Linked DNA regions of Mus musculus: regions 2 and 3 are each linked to region 1. A link is a contact called in public HiChIP or PLAC-seq data. All regions are on one chromosome and are shown on one strand. The core of a region is the stretch at or near the end of the contact, and the rest is flanking DNA. Distances in the headings are between cores, read along the strand shown. Region 1 overlaps Il18r1 (interleukin 18 receptor 1). Region 2 has its middle 25 kb from the start of Il1r2. Region 3 has its middle 51 kb from the start of Il1r2.

The links. HiChIP or PLAC-seq counts read pairs in DNA pulled down with a chosen protein or histone mark.
Region 2: a contact with region 1 is called in an H3K27ac HiChIP or PLAC-seq map of thymic regulatory T cells, with 4 times the contacts expected there. The contact joins two enhancer-like sites. A contact is called at or near these places in 2 of 39 promoter capture datasets (embryonic stem cells and frontonasal cranial neural crest), 1 of 484 Hi-C or Micro-C datasets (Th1 cells), 3 of 115 datasets of contacts at active chromatin or transcription factors (effector CD8 T cells, regulatory T cell precursor and thymic regulatory T cells) and 3 of 9 other capture datasets (adipose tissue, embryonic stem cells and macrophages).
Region 3: a contact with region 1 is called in an H3K27ac HiChIP or PLAC-seq map of regulatory T cell precursor, with 8 times the contacts expected there. The contact joins two enhancer-like sites. A contact is called at or near these places in 2 of 39 promoter capture datasets (frontonasal cranial neural crest and liver), 1 of 15 datasets of contacts at CTCF or cohesin (the NIH/3T3 cell line), 3 of 115 datasets of contacts at active chromatin or transcription factors (Th17 cells, effector CD8 T cells and regulatory T cell precursor) and 1 of 9 other capture datasets (macrophages).

Annotation. Positions count from the first base shown.
Region 1 is chr1:40,474,509-40,477,208 of GRCm38.p6, forward strand. It overlaps Il18r1 (interleukin 18 receptor 1), which reads left to right. Exons shown (of 11, transcript NM_008365.2): 3 at 186-432. Among named protein-coding and RNA genes, the nearest start is that of Il18r1, 9.9 kb to the left of the region's middle. Within about 2 kb of position 1,378, at least 49 of the 459 cell types and tissues checked have an H3K27ac peak or open chromatin away from gene starts, as enhancers often do. A contact at or near this core is called in Th1 cells, Th17 cells, regulatory T cell precursor and 1 more, where this site is marked.
Region 2 is chr1:40,057,912-40,060,611 of GRCm38.p6, forward strand. No RefSeq gene overlaps it. Among named protein-coding and RNA genes, the nearest start is that of Il1r2, 25 kb to the right of the region's middle. Within about 2 kb of position 1,385, at least 48 of the 459 cell types and tissues checked have an H3K27ac peak or open chromatin away from gene starts, as enhancers often do. A contact at or near this core is called in Th1 cells, regulatory T cell precursor and thymic regulatory T cells, where this site is marked.
Region 3 is chr1:40,032,651-40,035,350 of GRCm38.p6, forward strand. No RefSeq gene overlaps it. Among named protein-coding and RNA genes, the nearest start is that of Il1r2, 51 kb to the right of the region's middle. Within about 2 kb of position 1,266, at least 29 of the 459 cell types and tissues checked have an H3K27ac peak or open chromatin away from gene starts, as enhancers often do. A contact at or near this core is called in Th17 cells and regulatory T cell precursor, where this site is marked.

The DNA.
Region 1 (2,700 bases), core at 128-2,627:
TTCATCTTGGTTCTGAAAGTGTCTTATCTCCTGTATGTCTTCTCTTAAGACAGAAGACAGCACAGGAGTACGATACTGAGATTTCTCCCAGCTTTCTTACTGACTGTTTATACTCATGGAGGGGGATCAGGGAAAAATCACCCTTGTCCTGTTTTATCTCCCTTTCCTCTTGCAATCTGCTGTAGAAAGTTGTATTCACCGATCACAAATTCATGTGGTAGAGGGAGAACCTTTTTATCTGAAGCCATGTGGCATATCTGCACCAGTGCACAGGAATGAAACAGCCACCATGAGATGGTTCAAAGGCAGTGCTTCACATGAGTATAGAGAGCTGAACAACAGAAGCTCGCCCAGAGTCACTTTTCATGATCACACCTTGGAATTCTGGCCAGTTGAGATGGAGGATGAGGGAACGTACATTTCTCAAGTCGGGTGAGTGAGCCAATTTGTTTTAACGTATTTCCTGAGACTCTTGACCTTGACTCAGAAAATCAAATACACATTTGTAAGCTCATGATAATCCATGCATTTTTTTCTTCCCTGTTCTCTCTTCAACAGGAAACAAATGTTTCATTGTAGAAATATTAAGCCAGTCACTCTAAATTTATATGTATGTATGTATGTATGTATGTAGTGTATATATATATACATATATATATGTATACATATATATATATACATACACATATATATGTATATATACACATGTATATATATATATGTATACATATATGTATATATGTATGTGTATGTATATATATATAAAACTAAATGATTAATGAGATTTCCTTTGCAGGGACTCTTGTTAATGATTAGCAGAGAGGAAATTCAGGTGGGTTTGGTAGTGAGGACTTCAGATGATATGGCACCTGAGGCAAGAGCAACAGGGGCTCCCTCCCACATGTCCTGCTCAGATTTCAGAGAAAGGGAGAAAGGAGAGAGCTTAGGGGAATACACCCTAGCCTAGATTTTGGACGTTTCTGAGAAACAAGAGGCAAAGTTACTGGGGAAAAGATATAGTTGCTACCCAGCCACAAGCTAATAGCCAAAGTCAGAGGGAGAGGGAGAGAGGGAGAGAGGGAGAGAGGGAGACAGCGAGGGAGGGAGGGAGGGAGGGAGAGAGAGAGAGAGAGAGAGAGAGCATGCACATACATATGTATGCACATTAGGCTCATGCATACATGTGTAGGTAAACATTCTTTATAAAGACTTGACATTGACCTATAAAACTTTGGTCTCTCAGGGTTAGCTGGGTGATATGTCGCTGTGTTGTGAGATGTAGCAGATTTCTTTTAGAAATCTGTCTTTATTCTAGAGCGAGCCCTGATCCTTATCAGCACATCTTAAAGAAAGAGAAGTGAGATTTCACAGCAAAGCCTCTTTTTTGCTCCTGTGGTTTTTCACAAAATGAGGTCATAGTTGTTTACTAGACACAGAAACGTCTGAGTGTCAGAAATATGTGGTAGAACTTGGTTTTTTTAAACAGTGCAGTAGATGTGATATTTTAAGGGAGAGAATTATAATATGTATGTTGCAACTGGATCTTTCTAGAGTGAGTGAAAAATGCTACAACTCACAACACAGTGACATATCGTCCAGCTAACCCTGAGAGACCGACATTTTATAGGAGCACAACCCGATGATAAGGATGAAACTTTGACAGTGGCTTTGAGTGTAGTGGAGCTTCCACATGGAAGAGGGTGCTTTGAACATCTTTAGTTCAAATAGAAGAAGAACCCGATGCCTGTGTCACATTTTATGGACCAGCGTTTTTGAGAGCATTAGAAGCAGGAGAGAGAGAGTTTCATGAATAAGAAAATGTGCTTCTCTTGCAGAAGACCTGAGTTCAGTTTGCAGCACCCATGTAGGGTGGCTCCTAAACACCTAGAACCCAGCTCTGGGCACCAGGGCCTCTTCTGGTGCACAGCACTGATACTTACATGCACATACATACGTACATACACATGCTTGCATGCACACAGAATCTTAAAACCTAACATCTTTTGAAAAGGAAAGAAAACCAGCTAAGAAGGAAAGTCACACAGAAGAGAGTTTTCTCCAGTGGAGGTGAAGAAATGGTGCACAAAACACTTTTATTGGAGCCAGAGAGAAGAAAATAGGTCTTTCTGTTTTCATTCTTCCTTTCTTCCCTCCCTCCTCCTCTCCCTTCTTTCTTCCTCTTTCCTTCCTGATTAATCTCTCTCTTTCTCTCTCTCTTTCCTGTTTTCTTTCATCTTGCTTTAGGTTGCTGCTGATGGAAACCAAGATTATGTTCGTGTTAGGCAAGTGCTCTACAACGGAGCAATCAGCTGTTAAGCTGGGCTTCTTAAACCTGAACAGCACTCAGCCAGAGGGGCCATTATAATCAGAGTGGCATTGATTCAAGGCCAGGGGTGACAGGGAAGGTGTGGGGGGGTGTCTTAGATTTTGACTTTCTTGATCTCAATTTCCTGCTAGCCTTTGAGCTTGCTCTTTGACAGGGAGTGCAGAGTGTTGCCTGGTTTAGGTTCCTAAGGGGTTTCCACGCACAGCAAGCACTCTGTTAAGATTTGCTGAATCTTAAGAACTGAGAATTGCAGAGGTGGAAACCAACGTGATATGACAAGAGGAGTTTTAAGAAGAAGATGCTGCCAATGGGAATCTGAGCTCTTTTCAGGGCCAAGTAGCTCTGCTATGCATGGCCACTTAGTCACTGCTTTT
Region 2 (2,700 bases), core at 135-2,634, 420 kb before region 1:
GCAGCATCTTCTCTGTGAATACCCTACCCAGGTCCTCCTCTTGTGTCCCCACTGGGCTTGTAAACTTATCTCAGAGGCAAGAGAACTCAGGGGCCTCTGGGCCAGCGCCGGCCTTAGGTTAGGGCTGTGTTTCCCAGGACCCCTGCCACAGCCTCTTTCCCGGAGCTGGGAACTAATGGTGGCTACCTGAGCTCTGTTAATCTGCTTCTGTTTCGCAGAGTCAACTCAAGCGGGCAGAGTTCTGGCTGACTTCTTTACCGGCGCACTGCAGTTGGGAAATTGCTGTGTGCAAACACCACAGACCAGGGCTATTCCTTTCCGTCCTGTGGATCAGGTGCCTCACATCTGATCGAGTGTTCCTTTCCCACACCCTAGCAAGGAGACAGCGTACGGACTGTGTTACCTGTTGGTGTTAGGGTCTCTGTCAGGTCAGCTCCCCTGGACCTCTGTCTTGACACTTTCATAATAGGACACAAAATATGGGGATTGGTGACTTCACAAATGAAATTCATGTACCGATTTTTTTTTGCCTCTTTTTCAGACTCCCCCTCCCCCGTCCCCAAGGCCTCTAGTTTCCAGTTTCCCACCCCATGGGCTCCTTGTAGGTCTGAGGAGACTACCTCACTGAAGCTTTAGCAATAGCACAGCAGTAGAATTAGCCAAGGGTATCTGTAAGAGGCACTGGGCTTGGCTCTGACCCAGGGACTGCATCTCAGGAACAGAATGCCTTTGTGGGGCCATGGAGGCTGATCAACAGGAGTAGTTATTGTGCATGCGGTTGCGTCCACCCCTTACTGCAAACAGTCCTGGAAGGTAGTGGTGGACAGGGTAGTTAAGGCTTGTTGTCACCCCACTCCTCTCTGAGACATGGTCTTATATAGCCCAGGTTAGTATCAAACTCAGACTCAATTGGTAACCAAGAATCACCTTAAATTTCTAATCCCCTTGCCTTGCAGGATTTTACCACAAAAGCTGGCCCAAGAGTACATCTCGATGGCCGGGAGAAGCTCCTAGGATGTTACCTAGCCAGACCCTGGACGTACCAAGGACAGGTCAAGAAGGGTAGTCAGTCACCCAGGAGAGCCGCTTGCCTAAGGAGAGGTGGAATTAAAGAGCCCACAGCTAGAGATGACAGGGGTGAGTTTTCCATCAGGGACAAGAGCACAGCACCTTGCAATGAGCACAGACCCAGGGAGAGGACACCTGAGACTGGGGGTGATGCACCCATCTTATCTCCACTCACATTCCCATCATTTGCCTGGCCTCTTGAGAGTCAAAGAGGAGCCTGAACAGTACACAGGGCAGGGGACAGCCAGCCTGGCTTAGCTAGGGTGCCGTGAGCATGTGTGTGCATGCATGTGCAATGGAAAATTATGAGCTCATCACTGAGCCTCTTTGAATCTTGCCCATAAAAGGGGGAGGACACCCGTGCCCTGCCTGCCTCGAAGGTGGCCCTGTAGAACTTCCCCTGTTTGCCCTTTAGGGAGTGGGGCATGGAGGGCAGGGCAGAACACAGCCCCAAGGATGAACATGAACATGTCTGTCCCCTCCTAGACTAACTCAGATGCCAGGGTGAAATCTTGACTCTGCATTGTGCAATCCCCATTTGTTTTCTCTCTCTATCTTGCTTTAAATGAACAGCTGAGCTGTATAAATTGGCTCTGGGAAGACAGTCATGTTAGGCTTCTGGCTTCATGTCAGGTCATAGGCCCCTCCCAACCCTGCCTCAGCTACTCCCCAGAAGTAATAGCCCAGCTGTAGAAGCTGTAGTCCTGCAGCCCCCGAAGGCTTCTGGGGGATTGGGGAACTGCTCAGGGCAGGGGATCCATGCCTTCTTACAGAAGCCAGGTGCTATCAATATGCTGAAAAGGATCTTAGCAAGGCACACAGGAAAGAAAAGGCCCCAGAAGGGAAATTGCCAAGCCCCTTGGTGGCTCTGGTAACCCTCCAAGCCCCAACTTCCCGTGGCCACCCCTCTGAGTATTTCTCTGAGTAATCCTGGGTTCACTCACTTGTGATATCAAGATGAACGTTCAGTACCTGTGATCACCCATGTACTGCACTGGGCCAGGAGGGGAAACTGAATACAACTGTGCCCTCCCTAGGCTTCAGTCCTCAGGTCCAGTGGCTGCTAATCAGAGTAGGAAGGGTATATATATATATATATATATATATATATAGATATATATAAATAAACTTCCAGGAGTTCCTTAACTGTCAGCTTCAAGTAGCCCCTGGTACAAGACCACGTGTTAGCCAGCTTTCTGTCACTGTGACAAGACACCAGAGATAATCATCTTAAAAGACAGAAAGGTTTTGTTTGTTTGTGTTGCTGTTCATCTATCCTAGGTTGCCTCCAGCCCATGGACAATATAGCTTATTGTAGTTGAAATGCAGGGTCCAAGAGGCTATTTACCTCATGACACCCAGGGGACAGAGGAAGGAGCAAGGCAGTAATCTAACAGTCCCTGGAAGGCCATCCCCCAAACACCTTAACTTCCTTCCCCTAACCCCCACCTCCTAATGGTTTGACTCCCAACCAGCTTGTATGACAGGCTGGTGAAGAGTTTTAGGAGGGACATTTATCTTCTGCCAGGGGACCTTCAGTCCAGGAGGGCGATGTGCTTCTGGGAAAAGAGGAAGTTGATGCCGATTATTTAGAAAACACAGCAACATACGAAATCTTCTCCCAACCCAGAG
Region 3 (2,700 bases), core at 16-2,515, 440 kb before region 1:
GGTCTTCTAATCTCCATGGGCTGGATTTTTCTACATCTCAGTGTATATTACTGTGTGTGGATGGATGGATGGATGGATGGATGGATGGATGGATAGATAGATAGATAGATAGATAGATAGATAGATAGATAGATAGATAGAACTAAAGTCATGTCAACAGGATAACCAAGACAAAAATCCCACTAGAACAGCAGTTCTCAACCTGTGTGGGTCTCAACCCCTTTGCAGGTTGAACAGCCTTTCATGGGGGGGTCACATATCAGATATCCTGTTTGTCAAAATTTTAACATTATGGTTCATAGCATTCAAAACTAAAGTAGCACTGGAATAACTTGATGGTTGGGGGATCACTGTATTAAAGGGTCACAGCGTTAGAACTGAATCTGAGAACCACTGCACTGTTACCTAGGCTGGGTTTTACACAATCACAGACAGACAGACAGACAGACAGACAGACACACACACACACACACACACACACACACACACACACACACACACACAGGAGTTTGCAAAGCTTTTGTTCTCTGGCTCTATTAAAATGGTTCTGTGAGAAAGCTAAAGGAGGAGGCCATAATTTGCAAACCTCAAGGCAGTGAGCTGGCTGTGGGTGAAAGCTAAGAAATCCTTCTTCTCACGGACAGCCCAGGACTCTCTGCTGTGGGGTCCAGGACTGTGCTGCAGGGGTTTCTTTTTCTAAAGGCTGCAAGGAAGGCACATGAAGTTGCAAGCCATACACACACACACACACACACACACACACATATATGCAGCCAGTGGCTGCTGCTGTTCCCCTACACAGGTGGGTTTCAGACAGAAAACTTTCATGTACAGCAGAGGTGTTTATCTGGGGCCTCTGACTCACTGGTGGCATCAACGAGGGGCCCGCCAAGCTGGAAAGTTCTCAGAGACTTATAGCTGTGGGAAAAACCCACTCCCCCATTGCATTCTGGTTTCTGCCGTTGTGTAATCTTAAAAGAATGGGGCAAAGACCTGTCATGGAAGGAACTGAGAAACTTAATGGTGGCTGTGTAATTTATTATCCTCAGCACAGTCGCATATGTCCCAGTCACTGGGTAACAGATTCCCAGGATCCTTCACAAGTAAGTCACTCTAGACTGTTGGAAAAGGTGTGGCTGTCACCTGAGTCTCCCTGGCTATTTTGAAGTGCAACCCTATTTTCAGCTCTTACTGGACCTCACTCAAGAGAGCTCACTGTGCATGCTGGAGAGATGGCCAGGAGCCATCACTGCCACGAATCGGTAGTAACACAAGAGCCTGGTCCTTCTGGAATCTGCTGAGTCATGGCTGCCCATTCTATAGAACTGACTCCTGGTCTTAGATGACATTTGCCCAGCTCCACTTAAGGGCAGCTGCTATCATAGTCGTGTGTAACTGACACAGAGCAGCATGAAGTCTCATCATTGCAGTAGAAACAAAGGGAGTTTTGTCCGTTCAGGGAAGATTTGTGAATTGCTGCACTTTGTACAAGCCACCATAATTACAAGCTATAATTGGATCACTCTGTAATGCTCAGATCTTCCAAGTTACCATGGACGGGGATCTGATCTCCGATTCCAAAAGGCAGCTGATGTGTATATGGAATTAAAAGGACAGTATGTCCAGACCGCAAGGAAGCATACGAGAGCTTAGCGTGGAGATCAGGGAGAAGCCAGCTAAGTGACGCTTAGAGTCACGCCTAGTTAAAAACACTAGGATTTCCAACCTGGGACACGGATCACATTCCCAAGAAGGGAATAATCTTTTATTCTTTTTATTTTTATTCTTTTTACTTGTTTCATTTTTTTTCTTTTTCTTTTCTTTTTTTTTTTGGATATGCCTTTTTGACTGAGAATTTTGTATATGAATATATACTACATTTTAATGAAACATATCCCCTATTTCCTTACTTCTAATTCCTCTTGTATCGCCTGCCTCAACTCCCATCTTCTACTTGTTTTAAAAGCAGTACGTCCACTTGGTGCTACCTGTGGGCGCATGAGTGTAGTTCAGTCTGTTGGAGTTTGAGTGGTCTTTCGAGGGCTACATTCCTGAGGAAAATGGATTTCCTTTCCCAGTAGCTATCAATTGCGAATAGCCCCTCAGTGAGTGGTAGGATTCGTGCAGCCCTAATCCACCCATGCTGGTATTTTGCCTTGCTTGGTTTGGTGGATGTACCATTGGGTTCATGGGCGCAATGGCCCGGACAGGTCCAACAAACACTCTTTACAGAATTTCATTGTCTCTAGTTTTCATGATCTTTCCAGCCCTGCTTCTGCAGTAGTCTCTGAGCTTGGATGAGAGAATTTGTTGAAAATGGCTGGCAGGGTCTCACCCACCAGAGTGTCTGATTATCCAGGTCAAGTGTCCTGGGCAAGCCCCTGTGACAGAAACTGCTGGAGGACACAAGAAGAAATCTCTCGCCGGAAGGTTCTACACCTTCCTCCTAATTTCCACATTGCTCATGATCCCAGTGGTTGTGGTACAATCTTAAGAAGCCAGACACCCCAGTTCTGTGTAGATTGAGTGTCATTTCAATCAAAAGAGGCTGTTTTAGATGCAACTCTGAGGATAATGTGAATGTCTTCACCCACCATTATGGAGAAAGTTTACACTTATTACATGATATGGAAATAGGCTAATTTTTTATTATTATTTTAGTTGTGGAAAAACTTAAGTGTTCACAAAAATAGTAGGTGT